2 separate regions of the Sus scrofa genome follow, and region 2 is linked to region 1. A link is a contact called in public Hi-C data. All regions are on one chromosome and are shown on one strand. The core of a region is the stretch at or near the end of the contact, and the rest is flanking DNA. Distances in the headings are between cores, read along the strand shown. Region 1 holds the start of LOC106507406. Region 2 holds the start of MROH1 (maestro heat-like repeat-containing protein family member 1).

Evidence for each region. Hi-C and Micro-C count contacts between places; a contact is called where the count stands out from the background.
Region 2: a contact with region 1 is called in a Hi-C map of fetal skeletal muscle, with 2.9 times the contacts expected there. The contact joins the promoter of MROH1 here to the promoter of LOC106507406 in region 1. A contact is called at or near these places in 1 of 5 promoter capture datasets (liver) and 1 of 47 Hi-C or Micro-C datasets (fetal skeletal muscle).

Annotation. Positions count from the first base shown.
Region 1 is chr4:438,631-445,400 of Sscrofa11.1, reverse strand. It overlaps LOC106507406, which reads left to right and starts at 2,896. Exons shown (of 3, transcript XM_021090502.1): 1 at 2,896-3,895; 2 at 5,522-6,770. The coding sequence starts at 3,034. The coding sequence ends at 5,637. It overlaps SCRT1 (transcriptional repressor scratch 1), which reads right to left and starts at 2,301. Exons shown (of 2, transcript XM_021090532.1): 1 at 1,696-2,301. The coding sequence starts at 1,891.
Region 2 is chr4:574,057-580,826 of Sscrofa11.1, reverse strand. MROH1 (maestro heat-like repeat-containing protein family member 1) reads left to right here and starts at 2,968. Exons shown (of 44, transcript XM_021090405.1): 1 at 2,968-3,112.

The DNA of each region.
Region 1 (6,770 bases), core at 1,647-4,146:
CTACCCTCGCCCTCCTTCCCCGCCGCCCCCTCTCCTCCCCCTCCCCCTTTCCCTCCCCCTCGGGTTCTCCCCACTTCAGCAGTTTTCCCTGATTATGCAACACACTGCGGACCCGCAGCGCACAAAGCCAGGACTGCCTGTCCAGGGACCCCGGCGCTCCCGCTAACCGTGGTTCCCACCAGCTTTTCCACTGGGCCGAGAACCGCCCGCAGCCTCAGTGCTGCCCCCTCTCTGGGGTTCCAGGTCCCCCAACAAGCCCTGGAGACTACTACCTCCCCCGACCCCTCTAGCACCTCCCTTTCATCTCCGGGTTCTCCCACTACTCACTAGACTTGATCCTCTTCGGCTCCAGATCTACCTCTTGCCAATCACTCTGCTCCCCCCCCCGCCCCCCGCCTTCGGTCATCCTGAACCCTCGCTCCACATTACCCTCTTCCTTCAGGCCCTAATCCTTTGTGGGGGCCTTCCCAAGCCCCAGCAAAGGTGACCAATAAGAGGCTGTGTTGGGGACAGTGCCAGGGCATCCGCCAGGGGACACCTTCACAGGGACAAACTGCAGGCCAGCAGCATTATTCATGCTGTAACTGCAGTTGTTCTCAAGGCATGAGACGGATCTCACAACCTCAAAGTCACAAACGCACACCCCACACAATACTGGCTCTGGCTTCTTCAGGGTTACGCTCAGCCTCTCAGACACTGTCAAGCCTGGAGTCCCCTCTGTGTAGGCTGCAGGCTGATTCAGGCATACACCGCCTACTCATGCAGGGTCAGACATGCAGCCATCCCCTGACACCCTCTCAGCTAGGGTCACCAGTCACATGGGTGCATAACAGCCTCAGAGTCACATGGTCCCATGTAGTGGCACACAAGCAGGCACACACTCATACAGGGTCACACACAAGCGCACACAGTCACATGGCCACACGCAATCACATGGGTGCACACAGGCTTATGTTCCCGCAGGTCACACTTGTTTTACCACCCCAGTCTGCTGGCACTCCTGGACCCCTTGTCTGCATGTTCACAGTTGTCCTTGAATTTGGGCACCCTTACACAAAGAGCCTCCCCTGCCTCCGCCACTTTGGACTTCCCCTGCCCGCCCACAGACCACCTGCCCACACCCTTCTTCCTGACCCTGGATGGAGGGAGGATACTGCTGCTGCCTCTGCTGGTACCTTCGCCCTGACAGGTGGGCGGCCCCCAGGACCACATGGCTACTCCCTGGAGCTCATAGCGCTTCCCTGCTGGCCCTAGCAGGGGGTCCTGGAGGTGTAGCCAAAGAAGAGAAGAGGGTTCTGAGGCAGGCTCAGTTTTCTGAGTGGGTTTGCATGCATCGCTGGCTCCTGTCATGTCAGCAGGTGTCCATGCTGTGTTTGCCCCACCACAGGTCAGGGTGTGGGTCAGTGTGTACCTCCTGTTCTTGACCTCCGTTCCCCACATTCCCTCCTGCATTGACACTCTCCCGGCCCAGCCTTGGCTCGGTTCGGGCCTGTCTCTGCGTTTCCCTCTCCCCACCCCACCCCCATCTCCATCCCCTCCCAAGCCCCTCTCCAGCCACCGCCTCCTACTGGTTCTGGTTCGCTCTGGTCTATTTCCTGGGACTCCTGCTCCCTCCAGCCCTACATTCTGGCCCTCTACCCCCTCCCAGCATTGCCCCGGACCCCTCACCGCCCTCAGCCTCATCCCAGCTCGCACCTTTCTCCTGCAGTCGCACGCCGAGGTCGCTTCGGGCGCGCCCGTAAGAGCTCTCGAGGTCTGCCGAGGAGAACGTGTCAAGTTTGACCTTCTTGACCAGGAAGGATCTGGGCATGATTCCTGCGGGGCTCCGGCGCTGTGGGCCTGCGGAGCCGGGACGCGGGGGGCTGCGGCCGCGGCGAGGCCCCGTCACCATCCGAGGAGCGGCGGAAGCAGCACGAGTCCCCACTCTGGCCTTTGGATGCTGCCGCACGAGTGCCGTCCTCTCTCCTGCCTGCCTGTCTTGCGTTTCCTCCTCTGCTCCTCCGGATCCCTCTTCTTCTCCTTCCCTCCTTCTCTTCTCTTCTTCTCTTCCTTCTTCCTTCCTTCCTTTCCTCCTCTGGTCCCGGCTTCCCAGCCCGCAGTGCCGCCCCTGGACAGGCGGGGGAGGAGGCTGGGGGGGCGGGGAGGGGGGGGAGCGGCTCCGTCCCGGGCCCGGAGGCTGCGAGTGGGTGCAGGGCTGGCCCGGCTCCGCGGCCCCCTTCCCCTCCCCCCCGCCGCGGCGGCGGAGCCTCAGTCAGCGACCCCCCATGCCCCCGGGAGTGGCGGCGCGGGGCCGGGAGAACGCGGCGGCGGCGGCCGGAGCGTCGGCAGCTTCAGCACCGCGGCCAGCGCCGGCCCGGCCAGCACCTCGGCCAGCGCCCGGGCGCGCTCCGCCGGCGCAGGCAGCGAGGGGCGGGCCGCGGGGGCTCGGCCGCCGGGCGGGGGTCCTCGGCGGGGGTCTCTGGGAGGCTTGCTTTATTGTTCTGCAGCCCGAGCGAGCGGCGGCGGCGGGCGGGGGGCGGGGGTCCTCGGGGGAGGGGTGCGCAGGGAGGGCGGGCCGAAGGGAGGTGGGAGGGAGGGACGGGGGCTCCGGGGGCGGGGCTCGAGGCTCGGACAGCTCCTGCGCCCGGCCTCCTGCGCCCGCGGCCGCCTCTGCCCGTGGCCCAGCCCAGCCTCCGGCTTTTAAAGCCCAGGAGCTGAAGGAGGGGGAGGGAGGAGTGGGGGAGAGGTCGGCGGAAATGGCTGCTTTGGGCCGGGCCCCCGCCAGGGTCTCCAGGGAGGGGTCTTGGGGATGCCGCGGACCCCGCTCGTGCGGAGTTCCCAAAGAGCCGCCGGGAACCGAGGCCCAGCGGCCCACAGCATTGTCGGGCGTAGGGGGAAGGGTGGAAACAGGCCCGAGACCCTCAAGCCCCGACGTGGGATCTTTGGGGGAGGAACGCAGGGCGGGCCCTAGAGTGGTCCAGCCAGCCCAGCTTTCGGGTGCGGAGGCTAGGGATCTGCGGGGGCAGATGGGGGAGGCGGGAGGCGAGGCGGCGAATGCTGAGGCAGCGAAAGCGCAGTGTGGAAGTGCTGCGCGCGCCCTGTGCCGCAGTGACTCTCTGCCACTCTGTCACCCGGGCTGACCCCGTGCCCGCTGGAGAGGCCTCCAACACCCCCGCCTTTCTCCCGAGGGGCGGAGGTCGAGCGCAACGGCGACGCAGCGAGTGGGGTGTGAAGGGGGAGAGGGGCTGCCATGTCCTTGCTCCAGAAATTCGGTTTCATTGGCGGTTTTCTGCCCTTCCGCGCGCCTGCAGCTCCCCCACGCGGCCCCGCAACCAGGCGGATAACCCTGCCCCCGGCCGCCCCGGGTTTGCAGCCCCTATGACGTCACGCTCAGCAGCCAATGGCGGGCGCGGGGGTGCGGCGAGTTCCGGGCCGCACAATGGCCGCACGCGGGGACATATGTCCCCAATTAGGGCCCGGTGCCGCCATTGTCCCCTCACCCGCCCTCTCCCAGCAATTCGGATCTCCAAGCTAGGCGCGCGCCCCCACGCGGCCCGCTGTCTCTGGGGACCAAGGTCGCAGGGACGGCTCCCGGGAGTGTCGCGGCGCGTCCGAACGAGCAGCGCGCGCCAGGCGGGGGCGCGCGCTCACCCATCACTGCACGCGGTGACCTTGTGCGGGGCGGCACGGCGTGCCCGCGGACACCGGCCGGGAGCGCGCGGCGGGAGGGCCACGCGGGGCGGGGGGGACGCCTTCGGGGGCGTGCCTGGAGTGCTGAGCTCAGCGCCCTGGAGCCTGCCGGGCTCCCGGTTTCCTCCCGCATCTCAGCCCAGGAGCCCAGCGAGGGTGACTGAGCGAGCCGGCCCGGCCCTGGGGCGCGGCGGAGACCACAGGCCCGCTTTGTGGCAGCGCTGGGGTATTCATCTTGCGTGGCAGTTGCTCCCGAGGGGCGGGGGCAGGGCTCGGCCTCCCCCTTATCGCAGAGCCGCAGCCGGCAGGGCCCGCAGTGGGGGCGGGGACAGGGATCCCCTTGGCCGAGCCGCTTGTCCCTGCCCCCTCCCAAGGGGGCCAGGCAAAGGCGCAGCCGGAGGCCCGGGGCCAATTAGCATTTTGATTGCGGGACTGGGGGCCCATCTGGACCCAGGCCTAATTACCAGGCGAACCCTCGGGGCGCCAGCGGGACGTGCCAGGCGCAGTCCCTTCACCCCTTCACCGCCTCCTCCCAGACGATCCGCCCAGTGCTGCGGACCCACCGCATCCCTGTCCCCCTCCGTTAGTCCCAGTCGCCCAGTCTCTAGGTCGGTGTACTTTTGTTCCTCCGGCCCTTCCCTCATCCTTCCACCCTCCTGCCCCATTCTTTGTCCCTCCCTCCGCACCTTTCTTCACTCTCATTCCTCCACCCCCTTCACTTTTCCCTCCTGTCTCTGTTCCTTCATCCGTGGGTTCCTCTGTTCCTGCTCGAGGTCCCCATCCCTGCGGCCCCCAACCCTCTTGATGGACAGGCCATCAGAGCACCAACACATGTGTCCCTCGGCCGCAGCTCTCCAGGGGATCATTCAGGCCGACCTTGCCCTGGCTTGCTGGGGTAGAGCCTGCAGTCCCTGCCCCTGTCCCCTGGGAGGGGCAGCTGGGCCCAGGCCTTGGCCATCAGTCCGAAGCGCCCAGGGTTCGGAGTGCACATGAGGCCCAGGAGCAATTACTTGGTCCTCTTCACTCCACCTCCTTTGCAGCATCCCTGCCACCACCCTGATATCTGAGGTCACTGTGCGCCCCCCCCCCGCCCCCGTGTTGTGTGGTCCAGCTAGGAGAGGCTTGGGAAAGACAGTTGGAAATACCCATGTTTTTTTCAGCCCTCCTCCACCTGAGGCCACCCTGAGTCTCTCCCACTGAGAACTGGAGGTGTCAGGGGCTTTGTGGCAAGAGAGGAGGCTGGGGTCCCAAGGCAAGACCACTTTGGCCCCCGACAGACCTAGGAGTTTGCAGGGTGCTCCCATACTCCAGGCCATTGCATGGACCGCCCCCCATAGAGCCTCGGGGTCTCTGTTCCCCTTGTCCTGGCTCACATTGCAGCAGCTGGGCCCAGCCCAGGTCGGATAGGAAGGATTTGGCGATTGTTCTGTGTTCCTCTGCCTCCCTCTGCGTCAGGGATGTGCTGCCTCCAGGCCCAGCAGGTCCCATGTTACTGAAAAGCCGAACTTTAAGGGGGAGACTTCCAGTGGCTTTTTTTTTTTTTTTTTTTTTTTTTTTGTCTTTTTGCCATTTCTTGGGCCGCTCCCTCAGCATAGGCATATGGAGGTTCCCAGGCTAGGGGTTGAATTGGAGCTGTAGCCGCCAGCCTACACCAGAGCCACAGCAACACAGGATCCGAGCCGTGTCTGCAACCTACACCACAGCTCACGGCAACGCCGGATCGTCAACCCACTGAGCAAGGGCAGGGACCGAACCTGCAACCTCATGGGTCCTAGTCGGATTCTTTAACCACTGCGCCATGACGGGAACTCCGACTTCCAGTGTTTTAACCTCAGCACTTTGCCCCCAGCAGGTCCAGGAGTCCTGAGTGTGCCCACCCTGGCCCTACCCTCTGTTCCAGTTGGTGTATCTGGAGCAATTTCCGCCTTCACCCCACTCATCTTTATTGAACATCTGCCTGTGCTCTGAAGAGCGCGTTTGGGGGCAGGGCCAGCAGACACTGGCCTCTGTGCTCATGGAGCCCACGGCCCAGCCCAGGACAGAGATGCTAAGCAGAAAGGTGAGTAGACCGGTGAAAGCTTGGATGATGAGGGCAAGGGGTAAAGGACCTTGGGGAAGACAAGCCGTGGAAGCTACTGAAACCGAACTGTCCTGGGGAAGACAACCCATGCAGAGGCCCTGTGGTCCCAGTAGGGGGTATGCGGGCAGAAATCCTAGGCCACAGAAGGGCAAGTGCATGAGGGGGGGCTGTCAGAAGTTGAAGCAGGAGAGGAAGCGGGCAAAGGCTAGCCTGAGAGATGGTTGTGGTCCTTGATGTCTACTCCAGAGATGCTGTGATTGGCTGTCTTTGAGAAGAAGCAGCGAGGCCAGTGGGGATAAGCAGAAAGCTTGAGTTTATCCAGCTTTGGGCTTTGGCTGGGTGAGCTACCAAGAGGCATCTGAGTCATGGTGTACAAGGGTGGTAGCATTGCCTGGGGAATTGGACCCGGGGAGGAGGGTGAGGACGGCATCGTGGGGGCGCTATGCTGGGTCAGGAGTGCTCGAGCCAGGAGGGGGCTGATGGTCAGAGAGACCGGTGTTGAACTGAAACGTGGGGGCCCCTGGAAGTGACAGGGTCGAGGGTATCATTGAGGTGGAAGACAAGGGGGCCACTGACAGGAGGAAGAGGCCAACACTGAGGGGCTGAGAGCTGAGAGGTGGGCCTCAAGAATCCTGAGACCACCAGGCATTCACACATGACAGCGATGGGGCGTGATGCCCACAGCAAGGGCTGGGGTGGGTGGTCAGTGCAGCAGGAATGGGAAAGGGGCTGCAGACGGTGGCGAGGCCCAGGGCGAGGCAGAGAGAAAAGGCAGCCCCAGGAAGGCTGGCAGGAAGGGAGCCCGCTGTGGGGGCCTGCTGAGTGACAGGGCTGAGGAACCTGGGGGCATGGCTGGTGCCCAGATCCAGGGGAGGGTTTCAGGATCGGGGGGGAGCTTTGCTCCCAAACATGTGGTGTGTGCTGGGAGGGGCTCATGCCGACGGGGGCTCGAGGCAGACCGGTCCCTGCTGGGATGGGAGTGATAGATCTACAGTGGAGGCTTGATGCACCTGAAAATGTC
Region 2 (6,770 bases), core at 1,719-4,218, 140 kb before region 1:
GTGTTTCCTGGAGGGAGATGGAGGTGAGGCGGCCAGCCCTGGGCTAGCACAGGGCTCAGGCTCAGTGGGGCCACCGCCCTCCTGTCCCCCCACCCCAGCCCCTGCCCACAGTCTTCCCAGCCTGGCTGAGGGAGGAATGACCCTTCTCCAAACTCTGCCCACTCTGCAGGCACGAGTGGGACTTGGGAGGGGTACAGGGAGGAGGCGCTTACCTGAGGACGGGCCTGGTGGGAAGCTGGGGCCCCTGCACCTCAGGGGCAGCATAAGTGGTGGGGCTGTCGCTCCGGCAGCTCCCCAGCCACCCTGGCGGAGAGGACGACAGCTCCAAGGTGTGGGCCTCTCAGGGTGCCCCCTCCCCTCCCCTGGGGCCCTGCTGCAGGGCCGTTGGAGCCCCTGGGGTGGCCGTCACACAGGCTCCTGCTCCCCCTGCTTCCCGCTCAGGAGGATGCGGGGCGTGTCGGCGACGGAGACACGGAAGGAGCTTAGCAGTGCGTTCTTGAGCCCCGACCAACCGGCAAAGCCGAAGACTATGCTGGGCATGCAGCAAGGCGGTGCCGGGGGAAGGAGATCGTGACTCCTGGGAAAGGCTGTGTGCTGGGCCTGGGCGAGCAGGCAAGGCTGGGGTCCAGGCCTCTTAGGAGGGTTGAATGCAGGCCTGGCTGGGGTAAGAGTTGGGTTGGGCTGGGGGCTGGTCTCTCCAGGTGTCTGGGTGGGTGGGGCAGCAGGCACCCTCACCAGTTCACGACACTCGAGTCATGGCAGTGGGTTACGATGCTGACCAGCTGCCAAAGTAGCCGCAGGCCTCCTCTCCAGCCCCGGGCAGCAGTGGTGGTCAGACACTGCACTGACGTGCTCCCGCAGAGTGCCACGGGCTGCCAGCTCCAGCACCAGCAGGAGCACTGGCCATTCTCCTAGGCCTCAGACAGCTACACCTGTCAGATCCCCACCTGTCTACTGTCACCCCTAGGAGGGGCTGTCAAGCGCACTGGATTGGAGTCTCGGGATGGGGTGGGGCTGCAGCATAAGGGTGCCGGGCGGGGGGAGGGTGAGCAGGACAGGAACAGGCTGTCGCAGGGGCTCTGTGCCCGTTCAGGTGCTTGTAGGCAGCACTGAATGGCAAGGTCTCCCCGGGCAGGGCCTGTGGGAGCAGCACTCCACAGGGGCCTCAGCGGCGGAGCTGATCTTGCTGGCCACCTGTGGGGGTGGAAGCAACGCCTGCATGACAGCCACAGCCCCTTGGGGGCGGGATGCGGCCTTTGTGCACCTTGCTGAACTTGGCAGGGGCAAGGCTGGGTGAGCAGCATCCTTGGGGGCCGAGTGGACCTTATCCTCCTGTGTGTATGTGAGTGTGTGCATGTGTGTGTGTTTAGGCTGCACTCGCGGCATAGGGGGGTTCCCAGGCTAGGGGTCAAATCAGAGCTGTACCCGCCAGCCTACACCACAGCCACGGCAACGCAGGATCCAATCCATCTGCAGCCTACACCATAGCTCACAGCAACACCAGATCCTTAACCCACTGAGCGAGGCCAGGGATGGAACCTGCTATCTCATGGTTCCTAGTCGGAGTTGTTAACCACTGAGCCATGATGGGAACTCCCAGATTCATTTTTTTTTTAAGAAAGATTTTTTCCAAGTTCCCCAGCAGTTAAAGATCTGGTGTTGCCACTGTCACGGTATGGGTTCAATCTCTGGTCTGGGAACTTCTGCATACCATGGGCATGGCCAAGAAAGGTTAAAAAAATTTTTTTTGCCTATACGCATAGCATATGGAAGTTCCCAGGTCAGGGGTCAAAGTGGAGCCACAGCTGCTGGCATATGCCACAGCCATGGCAGTGCAGCATCCAAGCTGCATCTGCGACCTACACCGCAGCTCATGGAAACGCCAGATCCTTAACCTACTGAGTGGGGCCAAGGATTGAACCTCTATCCTCACAGATACTAGTCAAATTTGTATCCCACCGAACCACGATGGGAATGCCTAAAATTTATTATTTATTGAAGTATAGTTGATTTACAATATTGTATTAGTTTTTTTTTTTTTCTGCTTTTAGGGCTACAGCCACAGTGTATGGAAATTCTCAGGCTCAGGGTCAAATCAGTGCTATAGCTGCCAGCCTACGCCACAGCCACAGCAATGCAGGATCTGCACTGCATCTGTGACCACCACAGCTCATGGCAATGCCAGATCCTTAACCCACTGAGCAAGGCCAGGGATCGAACCTGCCTTCTCATGGATACCAGTTGCATCTGTTTCCACTGCGCCACAACAGGAACTCCCTATCTTTATTTTTTTGAGGAAACTCCGTAGTGTTCTTCATAGTGGCGGCACCAATTTACATTCCCATCAACAGTGCAGGAGGGCTCCCTTTTCTCCACACCCTCTCCAGTATTTGTTATTTGCAGACCTTTAAAGAATTATTATTTCTACAGCTGCAGTATATGGAAGTTCTCAGGCCAGGGGACCAATCAGAACTACAGCTGCCAGGGAGTTCCCATTGTGACGCAGTGGTTAACAAATCCGACTAGGAACCAGGAGGTTTCGGGCTCGATCCCTGCCCTTGCTCAGTGGGTTAAGGATCCGGCGTTGCCATTAGCTGTGGTGTAGGTTGCAGACACGGCTCAGATCCTGTGCTGCCGTGTCTCTGGGTAGGCTGGCGGCTACAGCTCTGATTAGACCCCTAGCCTGGGAACCTTCATATGCCGCGAGAGTGGCCCAAGAAATGGCAAAAAGACAAAAAAAAAAAAAAAAAAGAACTGCAGCCGCCAGCCTATGCCACAGCCACAGCAATGCAGGATCTGAGCTGCGCTGTGACCTACACCACAGCTCACAGCAGTGCCGGATCCTTAACCCACTGAGCGAGGCCAGCGATCCAACCCACGTCCTCATGGATACCAGTCGGGTTTGTTACCGCCGAGCCGCAAGTGGAACTTCCTTTTTTTTTTTCCTTTTTAATGGCCACACCCACAGCTTACGGAAGTTCCCGAGCTGGGAATCAAACCCCACGGCCTCCGAGAAAACGCCGGATTCTTAACCTACTGCACCACACGGGAACTACAGGACACCTGCTCATCTGGATCCCCACAGTCTGCTGGCCTGCTGAACCATGCGCATGTATGCGTGTACCTGCTGGCGGAGGGCTTGGGGTCTTTGGGGTGTTTGCTGTGTTCGTGTGTGAGAGATATAGGACTTGACAGTGCCCATGTGTTACCAGGTCAGGCCCACCTGGCGTGTGTACCTGGACAAGTATGTATTTGCGCGGGGACCGGCTTTGGGCTAATTGGCGCGCTGAGCCCGTGTCCCCAATGCGTCCTTCCGTATGTGGGGCGGTGTCTGTGTGCCAGGACCGTCTGGATGTAAGTGTCGGACAGGGACACAGAGCAGAGCGAGAAGGAGGCGGGGTCCCGCAACCGGACGAACGCCTTGCGGTCCACAGGGCGGTGTATTCTCACCCAACAGTCAGGTGCGGATGTCACGGGGCGGCGGTGGCGGGGCCGAGCGCGAGGCGGAGATTGCGCACTCCGGCCCTCTGGGGCTCGGTGGGCGTGGTGGAAAGAGAGCGAACGAGAAGGACGCCCCACGGACCAATGAGCGCGGACATCGCGTGGAGGCGGGGCCGGGCCGCCGCGCGCCGGGCTGCGGTTGGCAGAGGGCGGCGGGGCGGGCTGTCGCCTGGCCACGCCCACCCCCGGCCGCGGCAGTCGGGAGGGCGGCGCCCGGGCGGCGGCTGCCGCGGACCTTTAGGTAAACCTCGATCTGGGCCGGCGGTCGGGAGTCGGGGGCCGCTCGGGAGGCCCCCTCGGGGAAGTGTGCGCTGTGGGCCCTGGGGCGGCCCCCTTGTTCAGGCCGCGCGGGAAACCGAGTCAGGGGGCGCCTCTCCAAGGTCACCAGGTGAGCTCGGGAGGGTCCCGGGCGTCGCGGGGCCGAGCCCGCCCCCTTCTCCGGACTCAGGTGCGGCCGGCCCCGCGCGCATCCGGATTCGCTGCGTCACAACCCGGAAGAGCGGCCTGGGAGCCGAGCCGCTCATGTTCTTCCCCACGTCGGCGTGGAACTCTGGGCGCCCGGCCCCCTGCCCGCCCCCTGCAGGGTGGGACTCAGGGTCCCTGGTCTCCGTACCCATCCCCGCCCTGGGGGTCTTTTGGCCCCGAGTCCTAGTGCCTGTCACTTTGCGGAGGCGTGTGGTCCAGGTCTCTGCTTCCCCAGCAGGCTTGCGGGGTTCCTCTCTATGGCAAGCTGAGCCTAAACCCTTAGAGTCGGAAAGGGAAGGGACCATTGCATTCTTTCCATTTTCTCTTTGACATTAGAGGGGGAGGCAGTCCAGAGCAGGGAGGTCATTTGTCCCAAATCCTGAGGATTACTGGCCCCGTAGTGTAGATGGTACAGCTGGAAGGGCTTCAGGAAATCCAGCTGTCAATTAAGCTGAGAACTAGGTGGTGCTCGGCCAGGGCCGGCCCCCAGTCCCTGGGCTCCTGGGCCCAGTTTGGGGTTCTGATTTTCCTGCAGCGCCACCACAGCTGTAATGCAGTGGCAGGGCCTGAGAAGAGGGCTCTGTGGGCACCCACAGCTCCAATCTACACACTTGCCGGAGGTTCCCCTTTGCCAGCCTGGCAGGGTGGGGGCAGGGAGGCACCAAGGGGGGTGGGGGCCAGAGCAGCTGTCTGGTGGGGAGGCATGTGGGGTTGGGGGTGGAGCCGACTTGGAGGGGACATTTCTGGAGGCAGGAGCCACGGTGGGAAGGGATGGTGGTAGAGGTGGAGAAGGGGGTGTCAGTGAGCCACTGTGGGGTGTGCGGAGGGAGATGGAGGACCAGGAGGGGTGATGCTGACTCCTGACTTAGACACCTGAGTGCATGATGACACAGGAAGAGGCCGGTGAGGTGGGGGCCGGGGAGAAGTCAGTGGGGAAGACAGTGTTAGCCCTGTCAGATGTGCGTGCTGGAGACGATCCAGATGGACGTGGCCAGCAGGCCCTGGGCCCCAGGAGACCCCTGTCATCGGTGGTGGGACCCTTCACTGGTAGCATGATTGTTATGTGGTTGCCCCTACAGTCCTGACAGCCAAGGGGCTGTCTGCAGGATCTTTGACCGTCATAGCTCCAGTGAGCACATGTCTCTGGTCTCTCTTTGGCGTCAGTGTGAAATGGCCTGGAGTTGAGCTGTCTTGGTTACCTTGAAACCAAGGTCCAGGCTGCTGCAGACTGTTGGAACCTGCATCTTGCTGTTTCTCACTCCCCCAGGGCTGTTTGCTGCCTGCTGAGGGCTCTGGTGGATCAGAGGTAAAGCCCGTGGGCTGCTTGCTGGCTGTATTCACAACTATCACATGTGCCTGGAAGCAGGTGTCTGTGCTTAGTTCAGATCCAGGGTCCACCGAGGCCCAGGTGAGCAGTGGCGTTGCTGCTGGTTAGCGGGAGCCAGTCCTGGTTGAGTCCTGCCACACTGCTTACCAGCTGCTAAGTGTCCTCTCAGACATGCTTGGCTGTGGCTGTGCAGATTAAAGGAGATGGCGCCTCTAAGGTATTAACTGCGGGATGTGGGGGTGTGGGGGGCGGCCCTTCCAGACCCTTCCCCCATGGAGTGCTGTGCCTTCTGTACTGTGCTCACAGGTCTGTCTGCTCCGTGGAGGGCAGGGTCTGGGCTGCCATCCCTCTGGCCTGCGGCAGGGGCAGCTGGTAGAAGCTTTCAAAGCCGGTCAAGGCCAGCTCTTCAGTCACTACTAAGGGAGCTGATGCTTTTTCCCAGTGCTTGGTTTTTGAAAAGTCTAACCCAGATCCCTGATTGACAGACGTGTTTTTTCTAACACCGTGAACTCACGTAAGGGCTTCTGTAGACAGACACCCATTTGGGCTTGTCGGGGACCCTCCACAGGCTCTGCTGGCTGTCCTTCCCTGTGTGGTGGCCACAGCACTGATGACATCTGGTGCCGGCAGAGTGCAGCTGTGTGCCAGGCCTCATCCCAGCCTTTCACTGGTGACGCGGGGAGAGCCGAGTCTGGGGCTCACCGGCTGGGCGCTGCCTGCTGCCGGTTTCCTGTAGGTCCTGTTGTGTAGGGAGCTCCTTTACATGTTATTCTAGACCCACTAGCCTCTTGTCATTTCTATCGCGACAGACTCGTCCCATCTGGTCTTTTATTTACTTTATGCTCCACTGAGGCTGGGTGAGGTGTGAGCACATAGGGTTGTGGGCATGGGTGTGTGTGTGTATGGATGTGGTTTTCAAGTGATGTATGCTTTTGACTTTCGGAAATTAAAAAATTTTATGTGGTCCAGCTGAACGGTGTTTATCAAAGCGCACGAGCTTTTGTGTCTGGCTTAGAAAACCCTTTCCTATGCCAAGACTATATACTGTCTTCACTTAGGACGTACGTTTCATTTTCACATCTAGCATTTATTTGGGGAAGACTGATTTTTTCCCCTAAGTGCCTCGACGCTATTTATTGGCTAATCTGTCTTTTCTAAAGCATCTTTTTATTATTTAAAATCCTGCCTTTCTTCTCCTTCCTCACTGGTGTTTATTTCTGGACTTTTTATGCAGTTCTGTTGATCTGTGCATCTCACAACAGTAGCACAGTTTAATTACAGTAGCCTTTTAATACACTTAACATAAGCCAGGACAAATCCCCGCTTTCATATACTTTTCAAAGTTTAGTTGCCTATTGTTGCATGCTGATTCTTCCATATGAACTTGGAGCCGTTTCATCAAGTTCCCTCCAGTATTCTGATTTACATATTTATAGATTAAGGAAAATTGACAGTTTTATAGTACTGAGGCTTATAG